2 separate regions of the Mus musculus genome follow, and region 1 is linked to region 2. A link is a contact called in public Hi-C data. All regions are on one chromosome and are shown on one strand. The core of a region is the stretch at or near the end of the contact, and the rest is flanking DNA. Distances in the headings are between cores, read along the strand shown.

Region 1 (4,045 bases), core at 1,504-4,003, 58 kb before region 2:
CAACTGGTTATGTCTTGATAGGCAGTAAACATACCAAGTATACTCATGTAGTTGACACTCGTTTTGTTTTGGGGGGCAGGGTTCCAGGTTTGAACTTACTATGTAGCTCCCTTTGTTCCTTTTCCTGTTTCTGTGCTACTACATCCCAAGAAAAGCAACTTAAGGGAGGAGTTTATTTTGGCCCGAGTATAGTCCAGGGTGATGGGCAACCGAGGATACAGGAGCTTGAAGCAGATGCTCACCCGGCATCCAGAGTTAGGAGGCAGGGAGGGAGGGATGATACGATTTTGGCCAGCTTCCTTTCTAGACTCGCAGGGTCCAGGATCCCAGCCAGGAACTGGCATTCCCCATAGCGGGAGAGTCTTCCCATGCCAATGAGTATAATGATAACTAACTCCCAGTGCACCCAGAGACTAACCTAACCTAGACAATTTCTCACAGGGGTGCAAAGAGTATTGTCTCTCGTGACTCCCTGGTTAAATCGATAGTGAACACGAACCATGACAGTAGCCAAGAATCATCTTCCTGCCTCCCCTTTTGCATGCTGGGATTACAGGTGTCTATCACAAGGCTTGGCTCTTAGGCTCTGGTACCCGATGTTCTTTAAGCTCTCATTCTCCTCCGCTAAGCTGAAACTGGTCACCTGTGCCACTCCAGAGCAGTGTGGGTCCCCGATGACAGCACTCACCCCAGCAGGTTTACATGTTGGTTCGCCCTCCTAAGCCTTTAGATTCAGTTCTGTGAGCGCAGTCTCAGCCCCAGTGCAGGAATCGGTGTTAACTCTCCAGACCTTCTAGGCCAGGCTTCTTCCTTACACAAAGGCTCCAAGGTACAATTACTGGAAATTATGGGTATCACAGTAAATGGTGTGTGTGTGTGTGTGTGTGTGTGTGTGTGTGTGTGTGTGTGTGTGTGTGAACAAAACCTGGGCCATCATGAGTGTCTCTAAAGTACGTTTGTAAGTCTGTAAGCTGGAAGATCTGGGGGCTGCTTGTTTCCACAGACCCTGGGGGAATGCCAGTCAAAGCACCCAACCAACGGAGCCACACGCTTAACCCAAGATTTTAACTTGAAATTTTTAACCCGAGTTTATAGCTACAAACTCTGGGTTCTTCATGAACGATTTTTTTTTTAATCAGCCAATTTTCCTTCCAATTCTAAAATGTCATTGTTCTGAGTTCTAGGACTTCCTCCTATTCCCTAAAATGAGGTCAATTGGCCTAAGTCACTGCAGGGGTCTTGACCTCAGCTGAGTGTCTGCATATCCCATCGATCTGGGCCCACCTCAGATCCTCTGGGACCAGCATCTCCAGAACCCCAGATGAGTCCTCAGCATCTCTGTCCACAGTTCCCAAGTGAGTCTGACATACGTCTAGGGCATACTACTCAGAACTGTGAGATCACTAATTTCCAAGCATGTCTAAGTAGTGTTTCCCTCAGCTAATGGAGACACTCCTATTATATCAGGTGGATGGATGGATGGATGGATGAGTGACAGATGGGTGAAGCCTGTCTTCTACTGCTGTTTTACTGCCTGGACCTCGTGGTGTTTTCAACAGAAACAGCTCTTTGTATGAACAGACCCGGTAATGCATTTAGCTGGAGAAGAGGTGTGTGTTATTTCAGTTGATATAAGAATTTTTTTAAATTTATGTATTTATGTGTGTGGTGCATATATGCCTTTGGGGGTAGATGCATATGCATGTATGTATGCATGTATGTATGAGGAGGCTGATACAATGTCTCTTCCTCTATTGAGCTTCACCGCCTTTTTAAAGACAGCATCTCTCATCCCCTAGCTCGGCTGCCTGGCTTGGCTGGCTGGCTCGGCTGGCGGGCCAGTGAGCCTGGGATCCACCTTCTCCACCTCGCTGCCAGGGTTGCAGACATGGACCCCCACAGTTGGCGTTTTCACGGGGGCTGAGGATCCAAACTCAGGTGCCCACGCTTGCACAGTTGGTACTTCACTGACCCAGTCTGAGAACCTTTCTTTTTGTGGAATGGGGATGGTTAGGAGCTAAAACACTGGCGTCGGAGCCCACATTCTAGGTTCAAATCCTGGTCCCCTCCCCCTAGATGCTGGTGTCTTGGCTGGCCCAGTAGATCTCCAAGTCTCACTCTCTTGATCCAAACAATGGGAACAAATGCAGTGTCTTATGGGAATGAGGTTAGGCTTAAACGGTGCAGTGTGCAAAAAGTACTCAGCACAGTACCTGGCACAGAAGTGAAGTATTCACTAAGTAATGGCTCATCCCAGCAAATGCAAAATTTGGTGCGCCTTATTGTGAACGGCAACGTCTGTCTGTCTGTCTGTCTAGTGCTCTGTAGACAGCAAAGGCCATTGCGTTTTACATTAGCTATCCAGTCCCAACAAAAACACCCCAAAGTGGGCAAGACCCACTTGAGTCACCACACTTTACTGAAAAAGAAACAAAAGCTCAGGAGGGCCTCCTGGCTCCAGATCAAACAGCAAATAAAGTGTCTGTGTCTGAATTCAGTCTTGGGCGTGAGTCTGCGAAGATGAATAATTACGCATGCGCACCGGGCAAGCTGAGTGTCTCGGGGCCATCTGGCTTCACAGCTCGAGGAAGCCCGTGTTTCTAAGCAGCTTTTTTTAGATGAGAGCAAGATGGGAAACAGAAGCTGGCAAACTGCTCTCCCTCGTTTTCGAGACTAGTGTGACTTGTGCTCAGCTCTGCCCTTCTTCTAATTCTCAAATGCTCCTTGTCTGTGGCCTCCCGGAGTTTTGCGAGGCCTGGACTGTCTCTGGCTCTGTCCTGGCCCCGCAGCTGGGATCTGGGGAAGGGCTGAAAGACAAGGAAGAGGGGCAGCTGCTGGAGACATCAGAGAGCCGGGCCAGCACCAGCTGGTTGCACGTCTGGGTAGGGAACAAGAAGCTGATAGGGGGCAGAGGGCACGATTCCTGCTTCGCATGTCAGTCAACAGGAGGATGCTCTTTCCCCTCCAACAGATGGGCCCTGGAGTCGTGTAATAAAGTGTAACATTCAATACGGTCCGGACCACAGCTCTCCCGGGAGCGGGAGGCTGAGAGATCAAATGTTAACTGAACGCAATCAAGACACTTCATTGAAGAGGTAGACCGGCTGGAAGAGGTAGACCAGACTGAAGTGTTAGTGGTTTTGAGATGCATGGAAACATCAAAGCAAAGCACCCCGAGGGAGGGCTAGGGAATGAAGAGATGCAAGGAAGAGTGAACAGAGGCTGGGGAGAGCAAACAGGGAAGAAATACATGTGATTCTATGGGAACGGGGCATCTTGTATACTGTTGGCATCTAGAGACAGAACCGAAGGGGCCCTCAGACACCAGCCAGCTCAACAGCTACCTCCCTGAGTCCTGGTACACAGAGAGGAAAGCTGGAGTCAACAGAGAAGCACACACCCAGGGCACACAGTGAGAGAGGGTGACAAGGGACTGATCAAGAACCCAGTGGATCTGGGAAGAGGCTTGGGAAACCCTGTGCCTCCATAAAAATCTAGGGAGACATTTTCTTCAGTGGTGTCTCCACAGACAGCTTGTCCATGCTCTAGGAAATGACTCCTTCTTACCTGTGCTCCTGTAAGAGATCTGCAGTAAAGTCACTGAGACAGGAAACACATGCACATGTGCACACACACACACCATGCATGTGTGGACATACATATACACATGCACACACACAATAGGCATGCAGGAGCGCACACACAGGCACACACACATGCACCATCAATACAGAAAGAGGACTAGTTGAGAAGAGTAAAGACATCAAAGGGAGGGGGATATTAGTGAGTGACTGAGAAAAGTATATATTTGTTGTTGTTGTTTTGTTTTTCAAGACAGGGTTTCTCTGTATAGCCTTGGCTGTCCTGGAACTCACTTTGTAGACCAGGCTGGCCTCGAACTCAGAAATCTGCCTGTCTCTGCCTCCCGAGTGCTGGGATTAAAGGCATGTGCCACTATGCCCGGTTATATGTATTTGTTTAATTGGTTATTTTATTTATCTACATTTCAAGTGTTGTCTCCTTTCCTGGTCTCCCCTCCATAAAC
Region 2 (3,968 bases), core at 1,317-3,816:
GTGTCCCTTGCTGCCCCTGTGCTTGGAGCAATTTTCCCCTAGAAGCTCCGAGGGGCGCTTGATAGCAAGGCTACCTCAGGCCCCTGACGCCACCTTTCTTACTCTTCCCTGACACTACGGAAGATTTTCATTTCTGTCTTATGTTTCCTTCTGGGAGAGAAGCCTCCATTTTCAGTGAAGATGCTATCACTACCTGCTCCCCTCGGGGCCTGCCTGGCCCATGGGATAACGCTCACTAAATAATTGTGGAATGAGGGAGAAGGTGACCACTTCTTACTTCCTCATAGGGAGGGTGATTTTTCTCAAAAACGTATTTGGAAGCTGGGAGGATGGCTCAGTTGGTAGGGTGTAACGTGCACGCACGAGGCCCCGGGTTAGGTGTGACACCACATAAACCCAGGCTTGGTGGTGCCTGCCTACAATCACAGCATTGAGGAGGTCAAGACAAGGGGAGCAGACATTCAAGAGATTTCTTGACTACATAGCTAGTTCAAGGCCAGCAAACCAAACAAAAATGTAGCCAGGAGGCAGCTCAGTAGGGGAGCAGTTACCCAGCTTGGGGAAGTAGGAAGGTTCCATCCCAGTGCAGGCAAACCCCAAACAATGTTGCTTCCTTTCCAGTCCTAAGGTCAAGGTCACCCTCAGAGGCCTTCTCGGCCCCTGGGTTCAGCAGCCCCACTGTGTGCTGTCAGGTTCCCCCATCCATAGGCTCTCTAACAACAGGGGTAGAGGAGAGGGCCCATCTCACTCTGCACATTGCCTGTTTAGTGGTTAAAGGTATGGATGGTAGGCTGGAAGAATGGCTCAGAGCTCTTTTTTTTTTTTATACAGTGAACCCAGGTTTGGTTCCTAGAACCCACATGGCAGCTCGCAATTATCTCTAACTTCAGTTCCAGTGAATCTGATGCCCTCTTCTGGCCCCCCTAGGCACAGGGCATGCATACTGTAATACTGTAGACAGGCATGCACAGGCACACACACACACACACACACACACACACACACACACACACACACACACACAGAGGCAAACACTCATACACACCAAATAAAAATAAATATGTTTTTAAAATGAATGGCCAGGTATGGTAACATATACCTTTAATCCTAGCACAGGGGACACAGAGACACGCAAGATCAAGGCTAGCCTGGTTTATATAGTGTGTTCTTGGCTACATAGAGAAACACTGCCTCAGAATAAAAGAGAAGATGTATAGATAGATGGCTTAGGACCTGGCTAAGCCATGGGAATACAGGCAAAGTTACTCAAGTTCCCTGAGCCTCAACTTTCTCTTCTGTAAAATGGGAATGATAGTAATATCTCCTTTATAGTCATTTCCAGCGTGCTCAGGACATAGTCACCTACACTATTACTCTTATTCAGCATGGCACTTCCAGTGCCTCCCTGGGAACCTGGTCCAAGTTAGGATGCGAAGGATCTCTTAGATGATTGAACATGGATGTGGCCAGAGCAAGCTTGAGCCCCTGAAGGAGGGTCCTGGCTCTGACTCAGGAGTCTCAGCCGCTTCCTAGAGGAAGGGAACCTTCTGCCAATTCCAAGCCTGGTGGGATGGCAACAGCGCATGCCCACACCTGTCTCCTGCGTGAGAAAGCCTGCGGTTTGCCTGAGCAGCTGTCTATCACGGAGCGACCTACCTCTTACTGCAAGAGGCCAGATTCTTCTTGATCCCATTTTGAGGATGTTCCTGGGCACCTCACTGTGCCCTGCCCTCAGGCTGCTCACCAAGGAGGAGAGGCCAGCGGAAGGATACTTCCTTGTTGAAGGACACCCCACCAAGTGCTCTTGTAGGACCTACAATAGCAACCCTCCAAGGGAATGATGTTAATCCATTTTAAAGATGCAGGTAGACACTGCCCAGCTCCATTCAGTGGCCGAGGGGACAAGAAGAGGCCCCATCAGGCCAGGCTCTGAGTTCAAATCTTCACCTGGACACATCAAAGCTGGGTCACCTTAAGAAAGGCAATCCCTGCTCTGCGCTTCATTTTTCTCAATAGTAAAAAAGACAAAAGAGCTGGTGATGTAATTCAGTGATAGAATACTTGTCTAGTGTGCACAAAGCCTTGGGTTCTACTCCCAGTACCACAACATCAATTCTAAAAATAGACAATGATAATCGTAATAAAAGGGGGGGGGAAAGGCAGATAAACATCTACTTTGGATCACTGGTAAAGACCTTGGAGAGAAGCAAACTGTCAATCCACAGCCACCAGTGAGGTATGGTGCCCTCCTGACCATTATTAATCTTCCAGAGCCAGGCGTGATGGCAGGTAGCTGGCATTCGAGCACTCCGAGGTGAAGACAGATTGATCAGGGACTCAAAGTCCTTGGTTGCAAGGTGGGTTTGAAACCAACCGGGGCTACAGGAACATCCCCACCCCCCTCGTCTCAAAAAAAAAAAAAAAGGAAAAAGAAACGAAACGGTACCCCAGCGAAAGAGGTTGCAAGGGGTTAAGTGGAAACCCTGCCTCCTAGCCAGGAGCCAATCAGAGCTGGCGGGGGTGTGGCCAGGCTGCTGCTGCTGCGAAAGAGAGCTGGACCGACTTGATACCTTCTGGAGTGGGACCTGGAGCTGCCGGCTGGACCTGTGGGGCAGGAACAGGAATTTGGAGCGTAGGTCTTGCCCTCTGCCCTGTGACAGCTCCTAGCCGGAGGGTGCAGAGCAGCTGCCTGGGTTAGGGGCCATAGCCGAGGGGAAGAAGACCACACTCCGAACCTTCTCATTCCCCAGGCGGCGGGCATGGGATGCACTCCGGCTCCAACTTCAGCTGGCTCTGGTGGCCCACATGGACACAAGGTCTATTTATAGTTCTGCCACAGAAGGCCAGCCACCAAACACAGGGGTAGCCAGGGTTTTTTTCAAGAGCTTTTGGGGCAGAGGGAAGAGTGGGAGAGGACAGTCCTGCCTCCTTCTACATCATCCTTGGCCACCCCCTCCCGATACCCACTCCCCATGAACCCAGACAGTTCTCCATAGATAGCCTGCCCTTGGGTCAAGGGTAAGATCAGGGGTGCAGTCCTGAGCGCAAATGGACACGATCTTGTGGTCTGGACAAGGGTTGCATCAGCCCGAGCAGTGGCCCAGGGCAGAGGTCCCGATGAGAGGGCAAAGGGTGGCAAGGTTGTGTGAAGGTAGAGAAAGCAGTCGGAGAGTGGGAATGCAAATTTAGAAAGCCAGAGCCTCCTTGGACTTCCCACGAGGGGTCAATCCCACAGGTGGCCAATGGTTAGTCGAACTTAGCTAGGGGACCTGCCTTCAATGGTGAGAGCGCTGGACCAGAAGGCTGATTTCCAGCTCCCTCCTGCCTGGGGTCGCCTCCTCCACTTGCTACAGAAATTCCTCACTTCCTTCTAGTCCTAGCTGTTGGTGGCCACATGCTGTGGAGAAGAAAGTCCTTCTGGCTGGCGTTGTCAGCCTTCTGGCTCCTCCTCGTCCTCCTAGGAGTCTTCCCCCTTCGCCTGGCAGTGTTGCCCGGTCCTCTTCCAGGGCGCTCCCAAGGCTGGCCCCGCTGGCTGGATGCTGCCTTCTTACAGAGTTTCTCCCAGTCTGAGACGAACCCAGAAGATGTCGCACAGCTCCCTCGGGTCTCTCGGGGAAGCAGCTGCACCTGGGGAGCCTGCTTTGACACCTCCAAGTGTAGGGGAAAGGTCCTCAAGATCTTTGTGCACTCCCCGGCTGGTCCGACCTCTGAGGCTCAGCGCAGGATCCTGGATTCCTTGGAAGGCTCCCGCTACTCTGCACTCAGCCCAGCAGACGCTTGCCTTCTCCTTTTTCTCCCCAGCCAGGATCGTAGAGGAGCCTGCGGGCCCCTGCCTCCGAACTGGAACGGAGGCCGGAACCATCTGGTGTTGAGTCTCTACCCAGCCCCTTGCACCAGGCTGGGACAGGCGATGGTAGCTGAGGCCAGCCCCTCCTCGGACATCTTCCGACCGGGCTTCGATTTAGCGC

What was found. A called contact is a pair of places that touch in the nucleus more often than the background predicts.
Region 1: a Hi-C map of cerebral cortex shows a contact between it and region 2, with 2.6 times the contacts expected there. The contact joins the enhancer-like site here to the promoter of Extl1 in region 2. A contact is called at or near these places in 6 of 39 promoter capture datasets (the SN4741 cell line, hematopoietic stem and progenitor cells, liver and 3 more), 2 of 484 Hi-C or Micro-C datasets (cerebral cortex and nephron progenitors), 2 of 115 datasets of contacts at active chromatin or transcription factors (both in embryonic stem cells) and 2 of 9 other capture datasets (adipose tissue and pancreatic islet).

What each region holds. Positions count from the first base shown.
Region 1 is chr4:134,429,424-134,433,468 of GRCm38.p6, reverse strand. No RefSeq gene overlaps it. Among named protein-coding and RNA genes, the nearest start is that of Gm30453, 17 kb to the left of the region's middle. Within about 2 kb of position 2,753, at least 88 of the 459 cell types and tissues checked have an H3K27ac peak or open chromatin away from gene starts, as enhancers often do. A contact at or near this core is called in cerebral cortex and nephron progenitors, where this site is marked.
Region 2 is chr4:134,371,145-134,375,112 of GRCm38.p6, reverse strand. It overlaps Extl1 (exostosin-like glycosyltransferase 1), which reads left to right and starts at 2,566. Exons shown (of 11, transcript NM_019578.2): 1 at 2,566-3,968. The coding sequence starts at 3,395.